Linked DNA regions of Rattus norvegicus: region 1 is linked to region 2. A link is a contact called in public Hi-C data. All regions are on one chromosome and are shown on one strand. The core of a region is the stretch at or near the end of the contact, and the rest is flanking DNA. Distances in the headings are between cores, read along the strand shown.

Region 1 (5,462 bases), core at 860-3,359, 280 kb after region 2:
TACCAGTGACCATGACGTCACACGCCCGCTTCCTTCTCAAGCACTCATTGTTGTTTGCCTTTAACCAAAGTGCTGGCTGGCCCTGAGGCCAGGCCCGCTCCCGCAAGGGTGATTTCCAAAGGACTATCCTTCAGACTTTTCCTCTCTTCGATTCCATGCAAATGGGGTCAGCTTTAACAAGGTGGGGTTTTATTCTTCCGGTGAATGACATCAAATATTCTAAGGACACATTTTGAGTAAAATACTGAAACCAGATAGGCTACAAAGACCCAGCTCAGAAATCTGAACAGGTCTGCACTTGCAGTGTCGAGGGCCACAAAAGGGCAGAGTCTTTTTCTCCTAAGGTGAAGAGAATTCATTTGTGGAGGTGGTTTTATTAAAAAAAAAAAAAAAAAAAAGCCCGAAACCTATCACCACGTGGTTATTATTATCAGACTCCCCCTCCCCCTTGTTAAGAAGACCATTTTGCAATTCAGCACACATCTGTAGCTGGTGTGGTCCTCCAAACCAATCAGTTGGCTGAGAGATTTTGAAATTCCATCCAGAGGGTCCAGTTCTTATGCAGATTATACAGTACCAAGTGCACACACACACACGCACACGCACGCACAGCATTAATGTCGAGAACCTCACCCTTTAAACACCTGTACTGCCACCACCTCCAATGGTTTTCTGTTCTTTGTTTTATTGGTCTCTTTATGGGAGAATGACCTACACATGGACTGGGCCATCTGGAAGAGGTCTCATCCCAGGCTGAAAAGCAGTTCTCAACAAAACCACACACACCCACCCCTGAAAAGTGGCGTCTTCCAGGCCATTCCCAGCCAAGTCCAGAAGCACAGCATCCTGGGCCCTCCAGCTGCCGCACGGTCCGAGACAGTCCTCTGGCTGGCCCCAAACCACCACCTCCTTTGGGCCCAGAGCAGGACAAATGAAATTGCAACAGGGACCTGCCCTGTGACATAAAATTACTCAGTTCCCACAGCTCCAGAATGAAAGGAGCGGTCATCCCCACCCCCCATCAGTACACCCCAGTGCCAATCCGTTCCCTCCCGGGTATCCCCAGGGTTCTGTGTGAACTGCATACCTCAGGTAACTCACACGTGATTCCCCCCCGCAGTGGGGGCTGGGCAGCCTGAACTTCTGGCCCTGCTGGAGCAAGAAGAAATCGCTTTTGTCTCTCTGACATCCAAGCTTGCCACCTGGGGCCAGAGGGCACACCACGGGACCCTCGCGTCCACTCCCCACCAGTCCCCCTACCCACCCCACCCGTAGCTCAAGCATTTAGACAAAAGGTCCTCTGAGCTGGGGTGGGGGGTGGGGCAGGTGACGAGATGGGTGGTTATGCAGCCTCCACACCCGGGCTAAGTCTCCAAGTCCTGTATTTGGATACAGAGATCGTGTTTTAAAAATTCGAATCATCGCTTTGGTTCGTTGTCTTTGTTCGCGGGTTCTCGCTCAACCCAGACGTCCATTCATTCACTCACTGGCTCGCTCGCTCAGCCTCGCTCCAGATCGCTGCTTGAGAGCATTACCGTTTCTTCTTCTGCTTGAGAGACTTCCTGCGTTTCAGGATCATCTCATAGAGCTTGTCCATACCCTCGGTGAGGCCCTCGCCGATGATGGCGCACGCCGGCTGGACATGGTAGGTGGTGGCCGGGATGAGCTCGTGTAGCGCCAGTTGCTTCTCAATCTCGGCCACCGGCAGAGACTTGGGCAGGTCCTGCTTGTTGGCGATGACCAGCAGCGGTGTGCCCTGGTTCTCGGCAAACTTGGTCACCTTGTGCAGCTCCGTTTTGGCCTCCTCCAGCCGATCCACGTCCACCGAATCCACCACGTAGATGATGCCGTCCGTGCAGCGGCTGTAGGACTTCCACAACGGCCGTAGCTTCTCCTGGCCGCCCACGTCCCAGAAGTGGCAGCTGATGCCCTTGGCAGTGCCGTTGCTCAGTTTGATCTTCTCGGTGTTAAAGCCGATGGTGGGCACCGTGTTCACGAACTCGTTGAACTTGAGCCGGTAGAGCACCGTGGTCTTGCCGGCCGAGTCCAAGCCCAGCATAACGATGTGCAGAGACTGGAAGGCCGAGATGTTGGAGGAGATGTTGCCCATGGCTTCTGGCTGCGGCGCCGGCCACTGCGGCTGCGGCGGGAGGGCGCCGCCCCCCGAGCAGTCACAGGCCCGCTGCGGCCCGGCGCACCTGGGCCCCGCCCGTTGCTGGACCCGGTGGGGCCTCGGCGTTCCCTGGGCGCTCGGCTAGGCGCGCTTAGACTCGGAGGGGCCCGCTCCCTGGCCCGCCTGGTGCGTGCTCCACGGGCATCTTTCTCCGGAGGCTTTGTCTCCCGCGCAGCCGCCACGGACAGACGCCGCGGTGTAGGATGTCTGCGCCCTGCGCTCTAGCCCCGCTCGATCTGCGGCTCTCCCGCGCCGCGGCTCTGCAGCAACCTCTGGTCTCCGCGCACCTCGGAGCTGCTCTAGCTGCGGCTACCCGGGAGCGCCGTGGAGGAGCAGGCGGGGCGCGGGCTTCCCCGGCGTACCGGTTAGCGTAGCTGCCTTTGCTGTCCCTGCAGTACTCGCGCTGCTGCTACCGCCACCGCCACCAGCTTGCTGCGGCCCGAGAGCGCCGGCCCCGCCCCTCTAGTCCCGCCCACCAGCCACGCCCCTTGCCTGGCACGCCCCGCGGTCTCCCGGGGTCAGGCGGGGTCTTCTCGGTCGGTTGCGTCTTTTCGCGCGCTCCTGTCGTTCGAAACTCGCCCTTACGACCCTTCCCGCCGGCCGTGCGCAGACTGTGGGCCTGGACCGGGACTCTTCCTCCCCAATCCGGTGACGCGTCTTTTAAAAATAGCTCCGGGCTCCGGAACCTCCGCCCGGGGCCTAGCCCGCAGCTGGCCCGGCAAGGGCAGCGTCTGCAGAGGGATAGGGCGGTGAGACTGCGGCACCCAGGCAGGAGGGCGGCGGAGAGGAGCTGACCTCCTGCAGCCTGCAGCCTGCCGCCCACTCCTCCCAATCCATTTCCACCGCGTGGTCTCACGCTCCTTGGTGCCCTAGTGTCCTGGTCCCTAGTCCTCCTTGATGCGTATGCTCCCTTCCTGCCCTAACTCTAGGGTGTGCCCAGGAGGCTCAGCTGAGAGTACCTACCAGCACCTGCCTAGATAACTCCAGACAATTGTTTCTCAGACACCCATTTTGGAGCCTTGTTTTATGCCCCGCCCCAACTCTGCTGACCTCCCAGATGAGGTTAGTCTTAAGGCACCCTTTGTCATTCCACCTTGAGAACTGTCTACCAGAAGACCACCGTGGAGCGATGGGGTGGAGGTAGGGGATGGGGGAGGTCCAGATCACCTGACCAGGCTCCAGGAAAGCTGGGCCTCTAGACCACCCTTGACTGTGAACCTTCTGTCTCTAGTTCGGAGCTGGTGGTGTGATGAATCACAAATACATATTTTCTGGGCTCTATTTCGTGACTCCATTCAGTGGTTTTCTTCTGCCTTTTAAAGCATAGCAAATGCACATTATCTCTGCCTGTAGTGGGAAGTGGGAGGGGCGATTATGAGCGACATAGATTTGATGATGCTGGGAACTGGAGATGGCCAGCCGCAGCACAAGTGGTTACATTTGTGTAGGTCAGGCTTCTGGGTCAGAAAAGGTTGCCGATACAATCCAGGGAAAGAAAATAAAATTTGCTAATTTAAAAATCACACACACACACACACACACACACACACACACACACACAAGCCTTCCTTTCCAATGCTAAGTTATAATACATTTCATTTGTACTAAAGCCTGAGAGAAAAATCACAGCTATCCAATACCATCTTTTAACTCTCCCAACTCCAAAAGCCAGTCCAGGCTTCCACCAGCTAGACTCAAGCCCAGGCGCTGGTGAGGGATGTTAGTGCTGGCAAGGTCCACTTAGATCACCTGTCTACTTGCTAGAGGAGGAAACTTAGGTCTCTGTGCTGGGAGTTGCCAAGGGGGACCTCAGTGCAGACAGCCGGCCTAAGATCAGTGATGCATTGGTTCTGGGATGCCCTCCTCTGACAGGGGCACAAAAATTTGTCTCAAATTAATCTCACCTTGAGTTGGCAAAGGGTAAATACATTAATAAAGTCACACTACACAGAAAACGTTTAGGATGAGGGCTTTCTCTTCTGGCATCGCTGGATCCTGGAGCTCACAAGCAGGCACTAGACAAAATCTTTACCCGTGTTCAGTTTCCCTCTGTGCCCATCCTTTTAACTGCTCTGACCTCACAGCCTTTTGTTTGGAACCTGGAAGGAAAGCTTTATCCAGTGACTTGGACAAAAGCTCAGAACACACATTTCTTAGGCCTGCCTCCTCTGCTGCCAGCACTTTGATTGCTGTGGCTCCAGCCTAAAATGTGGTGATTCCTACAGAATAGTTCAGGAACCCAAAAAGGCAGGTGGGCAAAAAGAAGTGACATGAGGGACAATGACAATTGTTCAGTGGGTGTCTGCAGCCAAGCACGGATTACCTGAGTTCCATCCCTCAGTCCTACACGTGGAAGGAGCACAAAGATTCCTGAGAGTTGTCCTCTGACCTCCACAAGTACATGTTTGTGCATGCACATAAACACAGACCGAGTGCACTTTTAAGAAAACTTAAAAGGCAATTAATCCAGTTTAACCCATGTCATGTCTGTTACTGGGAAGGCAGAATTTTGTGTTAGGGAGGAATTTTCTCAGCTCTCTTGTAGGCATTTCCTAAAGAGAATCTCCCTTTCAGGAATGAGTTCCTTCTTGCTCAGTCCTCTCTCTCTCATAGGCTGATGACTGGCTACTTTGGGACTCTAACGTGTAGGCTAGGACTCAGGCATTTTGGAAGGGATGGGCCAGCATGGTGCTTCTCAGTAAGGCTCTCACAAATGACCCCAGCATAAGATACTTTGGTGCCTCTTGCTTCTGTCCCCAACTGGGACTTGCTTTCACTTTAGATGAATTGGAAGGATCTTTTGGTAAGACCTTGCCTTCTCCACACTGTTCTGATCACTGCCAGCTGCCTCTCGGGTGTGTTTGCTGTCTTTGCATTTTGCTCCTCATGGTGGCGCTCAGCAGTTAAGGCTGTCTGTTGTCCAGTACCAAAAAAAAGGCAGATTAATAGACACTAATAGAGCCTTCCAGAAGAGAGCCATTACACAGCCACTCACCATCTTTGAATAGCTCTGGCTCTACATTCTAATTTTGCTCACCGGGTGATAAGTTGATTTTACAGCTGATAATTTAACTCCTAACACATAAAAATGTCTTTTGGTTGAGGCGAGTGGGAATTTCCTTCAAATGTGGATTTCAACCGAAAAGTCCCGGAGTCGTGGGGAGGAAAAACAAACAACTAATTTCTGGCCACACCTGCCAGACACTCCGGACCCACCACGAGCCTCTTTTTTCATGAACATTCCTTAACGTAGATATCCTGGGCCTTATTGACAGACAGGAAGGACTGT
Region 2 (5,611 bases), core at 2,995-5,494:
CCCTCTATTGATTACCTGTCACCTCTTCTTCTTCCTTGACCATCCCTGCCATTGATTGTAGCTTATCTTCAAATGGGTCACACTCTCCCAAGATCTGGGTCCTTATGTTAGCTGCCTGCTAGGGGCATTGGCCCTGGCTGGACTGTGAGATCTGGAAGTTCTGCTAGATTCGTTTCTTGGTTGATGCCATGGCTTCCCACCTAATTTTCTCACCGTATAGATCTGGGGAGCATCACTGAACCTTCTCTGTCCTTCCAGGAGTGGCGTCTGGGGGGAGGCGTAAGATTGATTTATCTAATACCAGCCAGGCATTTCCTTCCCTCGCTACTAATGAACTGAGTGCATTCTGGCCTGGGGGCCTCTTCCTACACTGCCTGTCTTATCTGTTGTCCTTGTTTATCCTTGAAAGATGAGGAGATCTTGATCCTCCATCCTGCTGCCCTCTGATGTTGACTTCATTTGTGGGCTAAGTCAGAGCTGTGCAAAACCCAGACATTGAGCAAAAACAGAATAATGGACTGTACACTCTCCCCCAGTGCTCTGGGGGAATGGTAGACTGAACTCTGATCTACTAAGCTGTCACCCAGCATGGTGGAGTCTCACCATATACAGATTCTCGGGTGCTTGGATGAGAGCAAGCAGAGTAAATATTCTGAAAACTCCAAAGGGACTGTGTGAAGGAGACACTTCAAAGGAAACTTAAGATACAATTGCAGGAGCTGGAGAGATGGCTCAGCAGTTAAGGTGGCTTGCTGCTCTTGCAGAGGACCTGGGTTTGATTCCCCAAACCAACTTGGTGGTTCACAACCATGAGTAACTTCAGCTCCATAGTATCTAACACCCTCTTCTGACCTCCGTGGGCACCAGGCACACATGTGGTACACATACACACATGCAGGCATTCATAAATAGGATAAATGAATCTTAAAATGTTTTCAATTATATTTATAGTGCAATTACAGATGTAGATTCAGGGCATCAGTGTTAGGCACACACACATGCACACATACATGCACACACACATGCGCACACACACACACATGCACATACACAGGCACACACACACACACACACATACACAAATTACTAAAAAAGCCTTAGAATCCATGCGCTTACATTTTTAAAAAAAACATTTATTTATTTTATGTGTTTGAGTGTTTGCCCATGTGTATATATGTACAACCTGCGCCTGCCCGGGGCCCTCACGTGCTGGGAACCGAACCTTGGTCTTCTGCAAGAGCAGCGGGTACTTTTAACTGCTGAGCCACCTCTAGAGCTCTTTGTTTGCTTTGTAGTGTAAACAACACTACATGCTTTCAGATAGCATCGGAACGGCCCAGCATAGCTCACAGCAGCCTTACTGCTTCAACTCTACGCACACCTCTAGCTTTGTCCTTTCCGTACCCACCTCACCCCTGAGCTCCCATGATGCCCCGGTTCCATTCCCAGCATCTGTAACTCTAGTTCCAGGGGATCCAATACCTGCTTCTCGGCTCCGAGGGCACCAGGCATGTGCATGGTGCGCACACACACTCACCATCAGACACTCACAGGCTTGTTGCGAGTGGGACCCAGGGAGCTTCCTGGTACCTTCATCCCGGGGCCTTGCATTTAGCCCATGACTGGGCACATCCGCGCTCAATGAGTTTCTTTTGAGCTGGGATCATTCACTTTGGGTGTTTGAGAGACGTTTCCCTGAAAGGCAGCTAAGCACGGCATAATTAATTTTAACAACTTGCAATTTGAAAGAAGTCAACTGACAGTCTACCAAAATGGAGAGCAACATCCACTGTGAGTGAGAGAAGCAGGTGGCAGATCGTCTTTATCTAAAAATAAAAGCCGACTTCTTGCTGAGATCAAGAAACTCGGCATTTTGAAGAAAGAAACTTGATGTATTCTTTACACACACACACAAAAAAACTTGCCCTTTGCCCTGGAGAGCATCTGGAGAGGGGAGGGGCGTGAGAACGGAATTTTTGGTAGATGAGCGTGCTTTGCCTGTTAATGATGTGGCTCCATCGAGTGTGCGGGCCTGTGTGTGTCGCAATAGAGTGGCATCATCTAACATCTGCAGAGAAATGGGCCACGCAAAACGAATGTCTTTAGAAGTAGCACAGCCCGGAGGCCAAGCTAGCGGCCTCGGTCTGCTCATCCATTGTTGCTGGTGTCCCAGTGGCATCTCTGGCCTCACGTGACCTTTAGCAGGGCAGGTTTTGAAACAGCCCACCACACTGCCTGGAGTCATAAAAACGAAGCTAGTAATGGCCACACTGTGGTTCCACTGAGGAGGCAGCTCCAGTGTGCTCTCGGCTCAGCTGCTCTCCTTCTACACCTGTACCACTGCCTCTGACAGGCATCCAGCCCTGAGAGGAGGGCTCAGACCCGCAAGGGATTTGTTTGTTTGTTTGTTTTGTTTTTTATTTGTTTTTTTTTCTTCCCTTTGGAACACAGACTCTTGGCAGATGTCTTACCTGGCTATCCTTATTGTTTTAGTTCCATGACTAGTAAAAATACCCCGAATGTCTATATAAAATTACTTATAAAATATCCCCACTAGTTTCATTAAATAATCAGGATAGGATGAGTGGCCGGTTGACTGTTAGTGATATTGACATTTTAAAAATGTAAATCATATTTTCTCCATTTTATCATGAGTCCCTGGATTAAACTAGAAACTGAGCGAGTGTGTCTATAATCTAATAAATACTGTTCTAGTCTTCTCTAAGCCAGAAATGCTTCAATACTAGAGGAGAGAGTAAAATGTGGTACTCAGTAAAAGCACCATGGTGTTGTTAGTGGGACTCTAAAATACATAGTTTGGGAAACCAGGGCCCGATTCCCATGTTAGAAAGAGTTTTCTCGAGATCCTTCACTTTCTTAATCTTTGTAGCTAGGGCAGTTCGTCTTGGCAGCTGTGGAGTGGCCGGAACGATCTGAGGTGGGGCATTTTCCTTTATGAAGCCCCGTGACTGGTGTTGGGATTGTTAGCAGTGTCAGAGGCAGGTCTGATGGTGGGTTTGGTCCATAAGCCAATGACAAAAACATCAGTGCCATGATTTTTCCACATAATCCTTCAGTCATTGTTGATCAAATGTCCTCTCTGCACCCAGGGAGACCATGACTCCCAAGTATGTTTATTGCCTTATGTCAATTATATCTTATAATATCATACCATACCTTATCATATCAACCGTACCATAACATACCATATCATACCATGCCATATCATACCATACATATCATATCATACCTTATCATACCATAACATACCCTACCATATCATACCATACATATCATTACCATATCATATCATATCATACTATACGTTATCATATCAACCCTACCATATCATACCCTACCATATCATACCACATCATACCATACCATACATATCATATCATATCATACCCTATCATATCAACCCTACCATATCATACCATAAATATCATATCATACCTTATCATACCATATCATATCATACCATACAATATCATACCCTACCATATCATATCTACCATATCATACCATATCATATCCTATCTTATCATATCATACCATACCATGTCATATCATATTATACCTTATCATACCATATCATATTATACCTTATCATACCATATCATACCATATCATATCATACCATACTTTATCATATCATACCATATCATGTCATATATCATGCCATATCATCTGTTTCTTAGAGAAGGAGGCAAGGAGCTCAGAGAGACCCTACTCATAGAGGTGGTGTTGGGATTGAGGTTTATTTCTCATGTCTGCTTCCTATACCTATGTTTTCTTCTTGTAATACATCTCTCCATGAAACTTCAGTGTTTGAGATACATTTGTCCTGTTCTGAGTGGCACTGTATGTGTTCTTGCCAAGTAGCTGCCAATCTGCAAGTGTGAGCTACGCGCTTTCCACCACCAACCAGGTGGGGGCACTGTTCCCTAACACCTGAGGCACCTTGGCCTCTGGGGAGTGATTTCATTGTTCAGGTTTCAGACTCGCTAGTGAGAATTTCTTATTATGATCTCCAGAACCTGCTCACCCACAGAAGGAGCCAGATTCCACAAAAAGAGAGGGGGGAAACCCCACTGGGGCCCCAGAGCTAGAACCTGACCACTCTCCACTCCCCATTCCCTTGGCTCTCATTCCTGCTGCTCTGCACCTCTTACCAATTGCTCTAGCAGGTACAGTGACTTGCAACAGTGACTCTGCTTTGATGTGCTTGCCTGGGGTTGACCCGATCCATCCCTCCAGGTTGAACTCTCAGCTTAGTAAACAACAGCTTGCCACCCACATCCACTGACTATTCCACTCCAGGCTTAAACCGAAGTCCTTCCTTAGAGACCCAGTGTCTCCCTCGTGGCTGTGACTATCATGCCATAAACATCAGTTCAGGCCTCCTCCCTTCCTCATGCAAAGTGTGGTGAGTGAAGCAGCTCTTCCTCTGCAGTACTCTGCAGTCCTGCCCCTCTCCATGTTCTCGACTCCTCTTCCTTTCTAGCCAAGTGTGTCCCAAATCTTTCTGACAGTTTTTCTTGTTGCCCTTGAAGGCTCAGTCATGGCTTCCCCTTAACAAAAATTCCTGAGAGCCCTGCTAAGTTCAAGGATGCAGTCTGAGCTCCATAGGGCTATGGCTGGGCAGTGCCACAACTAGTGTGGTCCCTGTCTGCACCACTTTATCGACATCCTGTTTTCCTCTGCCTCCTGCCTCACATCAGTGTCTCACACGGTGCGTAATCCTCACTAGACCCTGGGTCTCACCTTCATCCAAAGGTCCTGCCTAGCTCACCTCAGTGTACCCCACTCATTGCCCTCTTCAGAAGCTGATTTCCTCATGTCTCTGGAGTCAGCCATCTGGAAGCTCGTTTACAGTGCTGTACTATGGTGACATCCATCTTCTCCTCTGGTTCATGACTTTAAATATTGGGGGACGTCAATATTGTGTCTTTTTCATCTCTACAGCCCTCAGTAAAGGTTCCACGCATAGTCTTGCTTGCTGCACAGATTAACTGATGGATGGATGAATAGATAGTTTTGTGAAAATTTGCTCTCTAGCCCTATCTCCTCAGATTGTCACAGCCCCTGGCCAGCCACAGCTTTGACTGGCCCCTCTGTCTCTCATTCACAGACTGATGCCTGGCCACAGCCTCTGCAAGGGGTTTCTCTGGTCTTTCCTGTTATGAGACATGAGATCCCTTTCTGAGGCTGTGTCTCTGTCCCCTGACCAGGCTACCTCATCTTCCTGTGGTGTCTCTCATCCTGTCTTTGGTCCAAAGCAGACTGCTATGTGTAGCTGTTCAAATCTCCTGTAGGATTTAGATCACTTTCTGAGCAGTTCATTGGAATCCCAGGCTGAGCTGGGATCCCATCCAACACTGGGATGCTAGTGCACACTGTGGTAATCTAACCTGACTGTCCTTCCCAGGGTGCTGACGCATACCATGGTGATCTAACCTGCCCCTCCTTCTCTCTTGAATAGATTCCATGAAAGAAAGAGAAGCAGAAGCTGAAATGAAGGACATGGAGAATTGTGTCTTTTTCCTTTGATAAGCTCCACTTTGCAATAAAGATCTTCCCCTTCCTGTACGCTCTCGTATTGTCTGGT

The links. Hi-C and Micro-C count contacts between places; a contact is called where the count stands out from the background.
Region 1: a contact with region 2 is called in a Hi-C map of the A7r5 cell line, with 9 times the contacts expected there. The contact joins the promoter of Arl4c here to the enhancer-like site in region 2. A contact is called at or near these places in 9 of 12 Hi-C or Micro-C datasets (the A7r5 cell line, the Rat2 cell line, frontal cortex and 5 more) and 1 of 1 datasets of contacts at active chromatin or transcription factors (oligodendrocytes).

The regions. Positions count from the first base shown.
Region 1 is chr9:96,749,401-96,754,862 of GRCr8, forward strand. It overlaps Arl4c (ADP ribosylation factor like GTPase 4C), which reads right to left and starts at 2,110. Exons shown (of 1, transcript NM_001306054.2): 1 at 1-2,110. The coding sequence starts at 2,110. The coding sequence ends at 1,532.
Region 2 is chr9:96,468,862-96,474,472 of GRCr8, forward strand. Spp2 (secreted phosphoprotein 2) reads left to right here. Exons shown (of 8, transcript NM_053577.1): 8 at 5,486-5,592. Among named protein-coding and RNA genes, the nearest start is that of Spp2, 17 kb to the left of the region's middle. Within about 2 kb of position 4,245, at least 3 of the 93 cell types and tissues checked have an H3K27ac peak or open chromatin away from gene starts, as enhancers often do. A contact at or near this core is called in the A7r5 cell line and liver, where this site is marked.